Regions from separate parts of the Mus musculus genome. Here regions 1 and 3 are each linked to region 2. Evidence: chromatin contacts called from public HiChIP or PLAC-seq data. All regions are on one chromosome and are shown on one strand. Each heading gives the region's core, a stretch centred on a gene start, on an enhancer-like site or on the middle of the called end of the contact. The rest is flanking DNA. Distances are from core to core; before and after follow the strand shown. Region 1 overlaps Sorcs2 (sortilin-related VPS10 domain containing receptor 2). Region 2 overlaps Sorcs2 (sortilin-related VPS10 domain containing receptor 2). Region 3 overlaps Afap1 (actin filament associated protein 1).

The links. HiChIP or PLAC-seq counts read pairs in DNA pulled down with a chosen protein or histone mark.
Region 1: a FOXA1 HiChIP or PLAC-seq map of pancreatic cancer cells shows a contact between it and region 2. The contact joins two enhancer-like sites. A contact is called at or near these places in 2 of 484 Hi-C or Micro-C datasets (muscle stem cells and pre-B cells) and 3 of 115 datasets of contacts at active chromatin or transcription factors (heart atrium, large pre-B cells and pancreatic cancer cells).
Region 3: a contact with region 2 is called in an H3K27ac HiChIP or PLAC-seq map of large pre-B cells, with 4 times the contacts expected there. The contact joins two enhancer-like sites. A contact is called at or near these places in 2 of 484 Hi-C or Micro-C datasets (cortical neurons and embryonic stem cells), 2 of 115 datasets of contacts at active chromatin or transcription factors (double positive thymocytes and large pre-B cells) and 1 of 9 other capture datasets (adipose tissue).

What each region holds. Positions count from the first base shown.
Region 1 is chr5:36,073,952-36,076,878 of GRCm38.p6, reverse strand. The region is part of intron 4 of Sorcs2 (sortilin-related VPS10 domain containing receptor 2); the gene reads left to right. Among named protein-coding and RNA genes, the nearest start is that of Gm52811, 9.6 kb to the left of the region's middle. Within about 2 kb of position 1,573, at least 71 of the 459 cell types and tissues checked have an H3K27ac peak or open chromatin away from gene starts, as enhancers often do. A contact at or near this core is called in muscle stem cells and pancreatic cancer cells, where this site is marked.
Region 2 is chr5:36,372,147-36,375,373 of GRCm38.p6, reverse strand. All of the region lies in intron 1 of Sorcs2 (sortilin-related VPS10 domain containing receptor 2), which reads left to right. Among named protein-coding and RNA genes, the nearest start is that of Sorcs2, 24 kb to the left of the region's middle. Within about 2 kb of position 1,868, at least 116 of the 459 cell types and tissues checked have an H3K27ac peak or open chromatin away from gene starts, as enhancers often do. A contact at or near this core is called in double positive thymocytes, muscle stem cells and pancreatic cancer cells, where this site is marked.
Region 3 is chr5:35,972,411-35,975,447 of GRCm38.p6, reverse strand. It overlaps Afap1 (actin filament associated protein 1), which reads right to left. Exons shown (of 17, transcript NM_027373.2): 10 at 849-1,060. Among named protein-coding and RNA genes, the nearest start is that of Afap1, 81 kb to the right of the region's middle. Within about 2 kb of position 1,432, at least 113 of the 459 cell types and tissues checked have an H3K27ac peak or open chromatin away from gene starts, as enhancers often do. A contact at or near this core is called in double positive thymocytes, where this site is marked.

The sequences.
Region 1 (2,927 bases), core at 324-2,823, 300 kb after region 2:
GAGAAGGTATATTGGATTTATATTTTACTATAATAATATCAAGTGTTCTCTGAAACTATATGTTGGGTGAATAGATTATAGATGGATACAGGCAAGGATGGAGAGATGGATGGATAGATTATATATGAATATAGGGAAGGATAGATAGATGGACAGATGGATGAATAGATTTTAGATAGATGGGTAGTGCTTTGGTTTGGGTTTTATTGCTGTGAAGAGACACCATGACCAAGGCAACTCTTATTAAGGAGAGCATTTAATTAGTACTGACATACAGTTTCAGAGGTTCAGTTTATTATCACCATGGAGGGAAGCATAGCAGTGCACAGCAGACATGGTAATGGAGGAGCCGAGAGTTCTTCATCTTAATCTGCAGGCAACAGACAGAGACTGTGTGCCACACTGTGTGCACAGTTTGAGCATAGGAAACCTCAAAGCCCACCCCACAGTGACACATTTCCTCCAACCAGGCCACACCTCCTAATAGAGATATTCTCTATGGCTAAGCATTCAAACACATAAGTCTTTGGGGGCCATACCTATTTAAACCACCATAGGTAGATTATGGATGGATGGATGGATGGATGAATAGATTTGGATAGACTGTGATATATATATAATGAATAGATGGATGAGTTCAGGGGTGGAGCCAGATGAGCAAACAGATTAGTACATAGGAATGTGGGGTAGTGGAAAGATGCCTGGCTGAGTAGGATGGTGGATGGATATGTGGGCGGGAGATAGATGGTGAGTAAATAAGTGGATGGATGGATGAATGGATCGATTGAAGTTGGTTAAATGAATGAACATATGGATCAATGACAAATTCCTACTAACAGGGGTCAGCCAGGTAAGAGAACCCCAAGTGGAACCCTTGGTGATGGCCAAGGCCAGCTTTCCCCAGAGCCCAGCCTTCTTGCCAAGGTCTAACACATATTGTCTAGTGTCCCTGGCCTATGGCTGCCTGTCTATTCCTACCTCTTTCCCTCAGGGCTGCACACCCTTATGGGTATTAATAGCAGTACTTAGCCTTCCATGTAATTAGACCAAAGCGCAGCTACGGCGAGTTATTTTCCTGAAGAAATTGACTGTGTTGCAATTGCTCCTTAATTTATGGTGCCCTGAAAAATTAATGGAGCTGAAAACCTTGGTTATTTTCCTTGGCTCTTTTCTGTGATGACAAGGAAAGAAAGGAGAGGAAAAAAAGGTTTAATTGCTGTTATAAAAGGAACTAGGGATTTGGGGAAATTAGTAAGTGATGGCCGTCTTGAGTTTTGTGGGGGCTTGGTGGTCTGTCAATGCTTAGATGCCCAAGAAGCTGTGTCTGAAGTGGAATCAGGCCAGCTCTGACTCTACAAATCTACAGGCTTGCTGTTAGCCAGGCGTCTGGACACTGCTGAAAGGCACACACTGCTAAGCACTCTGGCTCAGAGCAGTACACTGGGCATTGGTCCTAGGTCCTTAGGTAGCTGGGGCTATGCCAGGCTTTTCTGGAATGTTCTGGGTGTGGTTCCTGGCTAGGAGTGTCCAGGATTCCATGTGGCTCTCATCTGGGAAGTATGCTGGTCTCACCACATTGGGTGGAACAAAACAGAAACTTGACCAGCTTCAACTTTGACCAGACAGTCATACACCAGGTCCAGAGGCCCCAAGTAGGCACAAACAGCCTATGAACAGGAGTGAGCTGGCCACTCAGTCCCAGACTCCTTTCCCCTGCTCTGCCATCCCCTCACCCACCTCTCCTTCCTCTTCCAGGATGCCTGCCCTTGCTCTAACAAAGGCTCTGCCTCACTTGGGAGTATCCTGCCTTCCGCTGTTCCTTCCTCACTATGTCATGATTTGGGACACAATCTGAGGTACCTTACTGTACCTACAGAATTTTTGGGTGATACCCAATATGTGTTCCTCCCAAGTCTTAGCAAGGTCCTAAGCCTCCCAAGACCTGTTCGTCCTTTCTACCCAGATCTCTTGGGAATACTTTCTTATCACCCACAGCCTTATCTCCCTGGGCCAGAACTGTAGACCTGCTTTCTGGCTGGGGTACTTATTTCTAAGATAAGGTCAGATTCACTTTGTTTTGCTTTGTTTCCCTCTTTTCCTCTCTTCCAGTCAAGAAATACTTCTGGGTCTGGGGAAATGGCTCAGTCTGCAATTGCATTTTGTACAAGCATGAGAACCCGAGTTCATATCCCCAGCACCTATGTAAAAAGCAGAATGTATATTTCCCTCTGCACTCCAGAGTTAAGCATGCTCCCTGAGACAGAGGATGTACCCCAAGGAGAGAAGGAAACACCTCATCTCGATTTGACTTTCTAAACCCTGTGAACACATTCCTACTCTGACCCAATAGTCTAGCTGCAAGAGAGTCAGTGCAATGGCAGGCATTAGTGTTCCACCTATGAAGACAAGGCATTCTGAGCAAGGGAGAATGAAAGCTGAGCACTTTCAACAGTGATGCCACCAGAGCTCAGAGCAAAGCTGCTGGCCCTCTGGTCCCATATGAGGGTCACTTATATGTACTCCTTGGTGCACTTTCCCATAATGTCACCTTCTCCTTGCCTTGGCTGAATTTTCTTACCCTTTCTCAGAGAAGCAATGCCTTAAAGTACATTCCACCAATCTCCTGATATGCACCCTCTGGAGCTGATCTTCCACCCTGCCACAGGCTACCTTTATGTAGATTTTAGCTACTCAGCTATCCCTCCAGTGTTGGCTCTTGTTTATTTTCAACGTTTATCTTTTATTAAGCAGAAGTGTTCTATTTCTGCAGAATTGATGACAGATAGTAAAATCACCTCCCCCCCCCATGAGAATGAATTGGAAAGGCTCCATAAAGCTCTTGGATGGGTATAATAAACACCAGCACATTGGTGGGGATAACAGTGGTAATGCCCCCATTAATGCAAAAGATGTTGCCACTAGACCCT
Region 2 (3,227 bases), core at 619-3,118:
GTCCTTTCTAAAAGTCTGGCAAGAGGTAGCCACGCAGACAGGGCCAATCCTGCCTCAGCAGAGGGCTTGGTCCCTTACTGAGTAGTGCTACCACAGACCTACAGACAATGACATAAAAACCCAGTCACCACTGTGTTACAAAAAAATCTAGATAGAGCTGGAGAGATGGCTCAGCGGTTAAGAGCACTGACTTCTCTTCCAGAGGTCCTGAGTTCAATTCCCAGCAACCACATGGTGGCTCACAACCATCTGGAATGAGATCTGATACCCTAGTCTGGTGTGTCTGAAGACAGCTACAGTGTACTCATACATAAAATAAGTTTAAAAAAATTCTTTAAAAAAAAAATCTAGATAACGACCTGGAGGCTCTTGAGCAGTTAGGATGGCTGGGGTGGGAGTGTTTCAGAGCCAGAGGCTGGGATGCGTGTGTCCCACTGGGGAGACGAAACACGGCTCCCTCTGAAGCAGACTGTGAAGCTCGTGCCCACATTGTGACTCGCACCTGAATTCTCTCTCATACTTTAATAGCCCAGAGCTGGCAGCTGGACTCTGCTGTCCAGCTGCAGATGTGTTGGGTAAACGAAATGTGGTATATCCATACAATAGACTATTATTTGGAACAAAGTACAAACATGTTGTAAAACGTGGCTGCACCCCGAGAGAGCCGAGTCACAGCAGGCCGCATATTGTTTGATTTCCTCCTTATGAAATGAGTACCGAGCGTGTGCGGGGGTGGGGGGTGAGGGGGTGGGGGTGGGGATAGAAGGAGACAGGAAGTAGACTGGTGGTTGCTTTAGCCTGAAGAAGGTGTGTGTGTGTGTGGGGGGGGGGTCTGTAACAGGCTGAGGCAGGGGAATGCTCCTAAGTCACTGTTGTGGGGGGATCGCAGCTGTCCCCAAGTTCTTGGGCTGTACCCGAGGTGAGAGGATTTCAGTGGTAAAGTCTCTATGAAGCGTCAGAAGAGAGGCAATGAGGTGAAGCCAAAGGGTGGTGGGGAGGGGCCACTTGCTGAGGGACATGGGCAAAGGAGAATGGGCAGAGAGCAGAGCTGGTGTGGCAACAACAGGCACAGTGGCAGGGCACCCCGGACTCCTGGGTCAGTGGGAGGGGCTACAGAGGAGCTGCAGTGGCGAAGATGATTCTTGTTCCCTCCCACCCCGCAGGCTGTCCACCCTGGGTTTCTGCTGCGGCTCTCTTTTATAAGATCTCTTCATGACTCTCTGCTACGTCTCTCTGTTTCTCTGCCATGGCTTTCTGCTGTGGCCCCTCTATCCCGGTTCTCTGCCTTGACCCACATGCCTTCATTCCCTCTTTGTGTGTCAGGAGCCTTCTAGGCCCCAGCCTTAGAAATCAGTAGGAGTCACCTCCATTTTCAGATACTTGTCTAGCTTCAAGGTAATGCACGTGCTGTTCCCTCTCCTGTGGAGTAATACCACAGAATTTGGGGCCTCACCTGAACACCACCATAGTGAGAAAGTGTATCAGAACCTCAAACAGCCTCCTCAGCTCAAGGCCCCTGAGATGACAGCATCCCTGACCTCTGTGTGACCGAGAGTCTGCCCCAAGCCTGACCCCGCAGCTTCCGAATGTCCTTCCAGCCCTCAGAACCAGAGCAGGATGTGGTGGGGACTTGCAACCATTCCCCAGGCGCCAGCTAGAACAGCCCTGTTCGCTCAAGGGTTAAGTCTCGTTGAGGGTTGCCTGGTGTGGAAATTTATGAAGGGGATTTATTACTAACAGGTGGAGGACGCAGGCATTTCTGGAGACCCAGAGACAGCCTGCTAGATGCCTTGCAGATAACGAAATGCAGGGGCCCCTTCCCCTGAGACCCACTAATCCAGAGGCCATCTGTCCCCACGAGTCATGGCTCTGGTTAAGACGCAGAGAGACTGAGGGTTGCAGGGTGGAGCTGCCATGGGCCACAGCACACAGGGAGGGCAAGAGACTGGCCCCAAGTTCAGGCTTCCTCTCTGGGCCATGGTTTGGAGGATTTCCAGGAACTTCTGGGTGGGGCTCGCTTTTGTTTCATCCCCCCTTGCACTCCAGCTGGTCCTGTCACTGTGTTGCAGAGGTCTAGCTGAGTGTGTGTGTGTGTGTGTGTGTGTGTGTGTGTGATTCATGGGTTGAGGTGAAGGGTGTCACTTCACTTCGTACGCGCCCCACACTTGCTTAGGCGTAGAAATTGAGCATTCCTGTTTAGCACCTGGAGGCAACCAGACCTTAGCTGTACGTTTGGCCCTTCACACTAGACAAGAGCAACCTCAATCCTGAATCCACCCCCTTTTCCATTGAAGATGTCCCCAAGGCCTGGCGCTTATATGCTCCTTGGCTGTGCACCCCACTGTGTGATGGAGGTGAGTGTGTCAAGTTTTTTTCCTCAGATTCTCTAGAAAAGTGACCTCTACCCTACATGGTGAGAAGGCAGGAGGTGAAAGATGGGTCAGTTAGGGTGGTGGCAGGGGTCCTTGGGATTTTCTACATAGTCATGGAGGAGGACCCTGGGACCTCTCGCTGCAGGGAGACTGTAGGGCTGGGGAACAAGCCTCATATGTCCTCTCCTTCCTCGATGTCACCTCTCTGTGTTCATAGACTGAGGCTGAATTCTGAGATAAAGCTGACACAGGCTAAGCTCCTCCCAAGGCCTCTCTTCTTGGTTTCCAGGTAGCATCTTCTCCCTGGGTCCTCACAGCATCATCCCTGTGTGGCTCTGTGCCTAAACTCTTATGAAGATGCCGGTCACTGGACGTTGGCATACCTAGTGACCTGTACTCAAGATCTCTGTAAAGGCTCGGGTTAGTTCTGGAGTCCTGGAGTTAGCTTCAGCCTTTGAATATGGGGGAGAAAGCTGAGTCTTTCTCAACAGTTTCTTCTTGTTGTCTTAGTTACTTTCCTATTGCTGTGAAGAGACACTGTCACCAAGGCAACTTAGGAAGCATTTAACTGGGGGCTTGCTTACAGTTTCAGAGGTAGAATCCATGACTGTCATGGTGGTAAGCGTAGCTGCAGGGAGGCAGGCAGGGATGCAGGCATGGTATTAGAGCAGTAGCTGAGAGTTTACATGTTATTCACAAGATGAAGGCATATATATATATATATATATATATATATATAGAGAGAGAGAGAGAGAGAGAGAGAGAGAGAGAAACTGGACCTATCATGGGCTTTTGAAACCTCAAAGCCCACCCTAGTGATCCATCTCCCTCAGAAGGCCACACTTTCTAATACTT
Region 3 (3,037 bases), core at 183-2,682, 400 kb after region 2:
CTATCCTATAAAGCAGCCAAGCAGACAATAAAGGACATAAGTAGCCACAGGCTTGCTCCTCACAGACCCTACCACAGGGTGTCAGGGGCCCTAACATGTGGAGAGCTTTCCAAAGGACAAGCGAAGGAAACAGTCCTATGTACCTGAGTAGCCTATGCTTAGAAGAAGTATTTTAATGGAGATTTTTTTTCCCCCACAAGGTATTGCCTGCCTAGGCACTTTGAAAAAGTGGGCTCAACGGTTAACGGTTAAGGTGGTTAAGGTGGTGAGTTCAAATCCCAGCAACCACATGATGGCTCACAACCATCCATAATGAAATCTGATGCCCTCTTCTGGGGTGTCAGAAGTCAGCTATAGGGAGCAAGCAGGGCCAGAGTGAGAAGAAAAAGTGTCTGAAGACAGCTACAGTGTACTTACATATAATAAATAAATAAAAATAAATAAATCAGAAAGAAAGAAAGAAAGAAAGAAAGAAAGAAAGAAAGGAAGGAAGGAAGGAAGGAAGGAAGGAAGGAAGGAAGGAAGGAAGGAAGGAAGAAAGAAAGAAAGAAAGAAAGAAAGAAAGAAAGAAAGAAAGAAGAGAAAAGGTGGCCTGTTATTTGGAGCTAGGCATTTAGCTGTGGCAAGCAAAGTTGTCATGCATGATGCTCTTGGAAGCCTGTATCATCCATGACTCTCCAAAAGAGAAACCCTGAAGACAACGTAAAACAGAATTAGCCAAGGGAGGGAAGGGGCTGGATCAAAATCAGTCCCTACAGGGAGCTAGGGTCTTCTGCAGAAGACCTAATCATGCTGTTGACAGAATCTGTGTACACCTCTCTGGATAGCAGCCCCAGGGAAGCCCATACCTCTAGAACAGCCACCTCCTGTCCGTTTCGAAGCAGCCGGAAGGTCAACGGGTGCTTAGAATCCAGGCCCGGGATCACCTCGCAGCCACGGAGGGGGATGGAGACGAGGTGGGTCTTCAGGTCAGCCCTGTCCTTGTGGAGAATGAGTTTGCTGTCCTTCACTCTGCACCAGCGCTCCCGCCAGCGGCTGTTAGAGAGCACATTCAGGTAGCCTGCAAGGAGAGGATGCCACAGCTCAGGCTCCCGAGGAAGCCACGTCCCTTGTCTGTGGTCTTTTACAGAGTGCACGAAACACACGCTCACATCCAGGTTTTAAATGCTCATAAAGAGATAAGAGTCATTATTACACAGCTGCCTTTCAACGGGACCTGGAGGCTCTTCCCCGGACAGAACCCACTGCACGGTATCAGGACCAGTTTCATCTCCTTGGTGTCTACACGGGAACCAGGAAACCGCCTTGAGACAGTGACAGTGGACATGGGGTGGCGAGGAGGGGCTGACAGCTGCCTGCACATAACGGAAGAGAAATCACATGCAAGACGACCCAGCTGCAAACGCTGTAAGCAGAGCACGGGAGACAGAAATAAAAGTATCAGAAGATGAAAACTCTCCAGGAAGTGGGAGGCCCGGGGAGTGGTAAACTCCCCAGCGCTGGATATGTTCCAGCAAATGACGGAACGTGGCTGGTATGAGCTCCCCACCCACAGCCCAAGGCCTCCTCCTGGTCTCTATGTCCCATCCCTGCTTGGGGAAGCCAGAGTTTCATCTCCTGGAGAGACTAACCCAGATGAAAGCTGACTGTGGCATCTGTGGCAGTTGTCCTACTATGGCCTCCAACTGTCCCACTGTGCGCACACCATCTCTCCGAGACTAAGAAAGGATTAGACAGGGAAAGGGTGGCCAGCGGGTAAAAAGGAGGATAGTGGAGAAGGCTAGGTGTCGCTCAGCTTCTTCCAGGTCTTGCACACATACGTACTCAGACCCTCAGTGCTCAGATGAAGGTTTGCACACCTCTGATGAGTTTTTCTTCAAGATATATTCCCAGTGAGTACCCACATATGCAAAATGTGAGTCCTTCTCTGGCTGGGGGCCTCCTGAGTCCACACACTCTTAACACTCTAACATGCATCTCTTGCCTCGTGAGGCGAAGAATCTCTGATGTCACAGACACCAAGACAGAAGCCTGTGAGCACCAGAAAAGGGGACTCTTGTGTTCAGGCAGCTTCTAGACATTTTTCTTCAAGGGCCATCTAGGAAGGAGAAGGAAGGCATCTTCAGATGTGGGGTGCCCTACCAGAGGCCATAGCCAGACCTGATGCCTACATAAAATCAAAGACAGATAAGGGGGATTGTTCCCAGTACAGCTGCAGGTTTCGCTTGAGAAACCGCAGCTAAATGATATTATTCTTTTTAAAGGCTTTTAATGTATAGATGGGACTGTTCTGATTCATTACTGTTTTAAAAGGAAGAAGGAAAGCCCTGCTTTAAAACGCAGTCAGACGAACATCTTACTAGAACTGTTTTGAAGGCTATCAACAGCAATCAATCACGCAGAGAGCCAGGCACTAGACCTCTCTGAGTAGACGTCACCTGTATCAACAGAGCCTAAGTGTTTTCTGAGCGCACGCCCACAAACAGGATGGCAGGAAGGCCTGAAGTAACTTGATCTATTCTGGAGACATGGATCACATGTGCATGGGCTCTTTAGCCACTGTTACAGAGCCACTCTGGACGGGGAGTGGAGGCACATGCCTGTGAGCCCAGCATGCAGCAGGGAGGCTCAGAGAGATCATGAGTTCAAAGCCAACCTGGGCTATATAATAAGACCCTGTCTCAACAACAACCAAAACCAGAAACAAACAAACAAACAAAAAACTAACCAGTGTGGTAACATATATTTTCAGTACTCGGGAAGTTGGATGCAGGACATGAGTTCAAGATGAATCTGTATGACACATGATGACCTTGCCTTTAAAAACAAAAAAAGCTCTGAACTCTAGGGCATATGGGCTTCATGAAGCTGCCAGATAGGGAAAAGATGCATCGTGTGTGAGTCGGCTGAGTTGTCTGTGACTGGGCCTAAGCAAGGATTAGAGATCTAGTGGCACAAGACCCTCCAGTGACCGCACTGTAGAGAGCCTCAAGCAGATAGTCTCAGACGCCAGCCTGGACAGAACTGACAGCAGCAC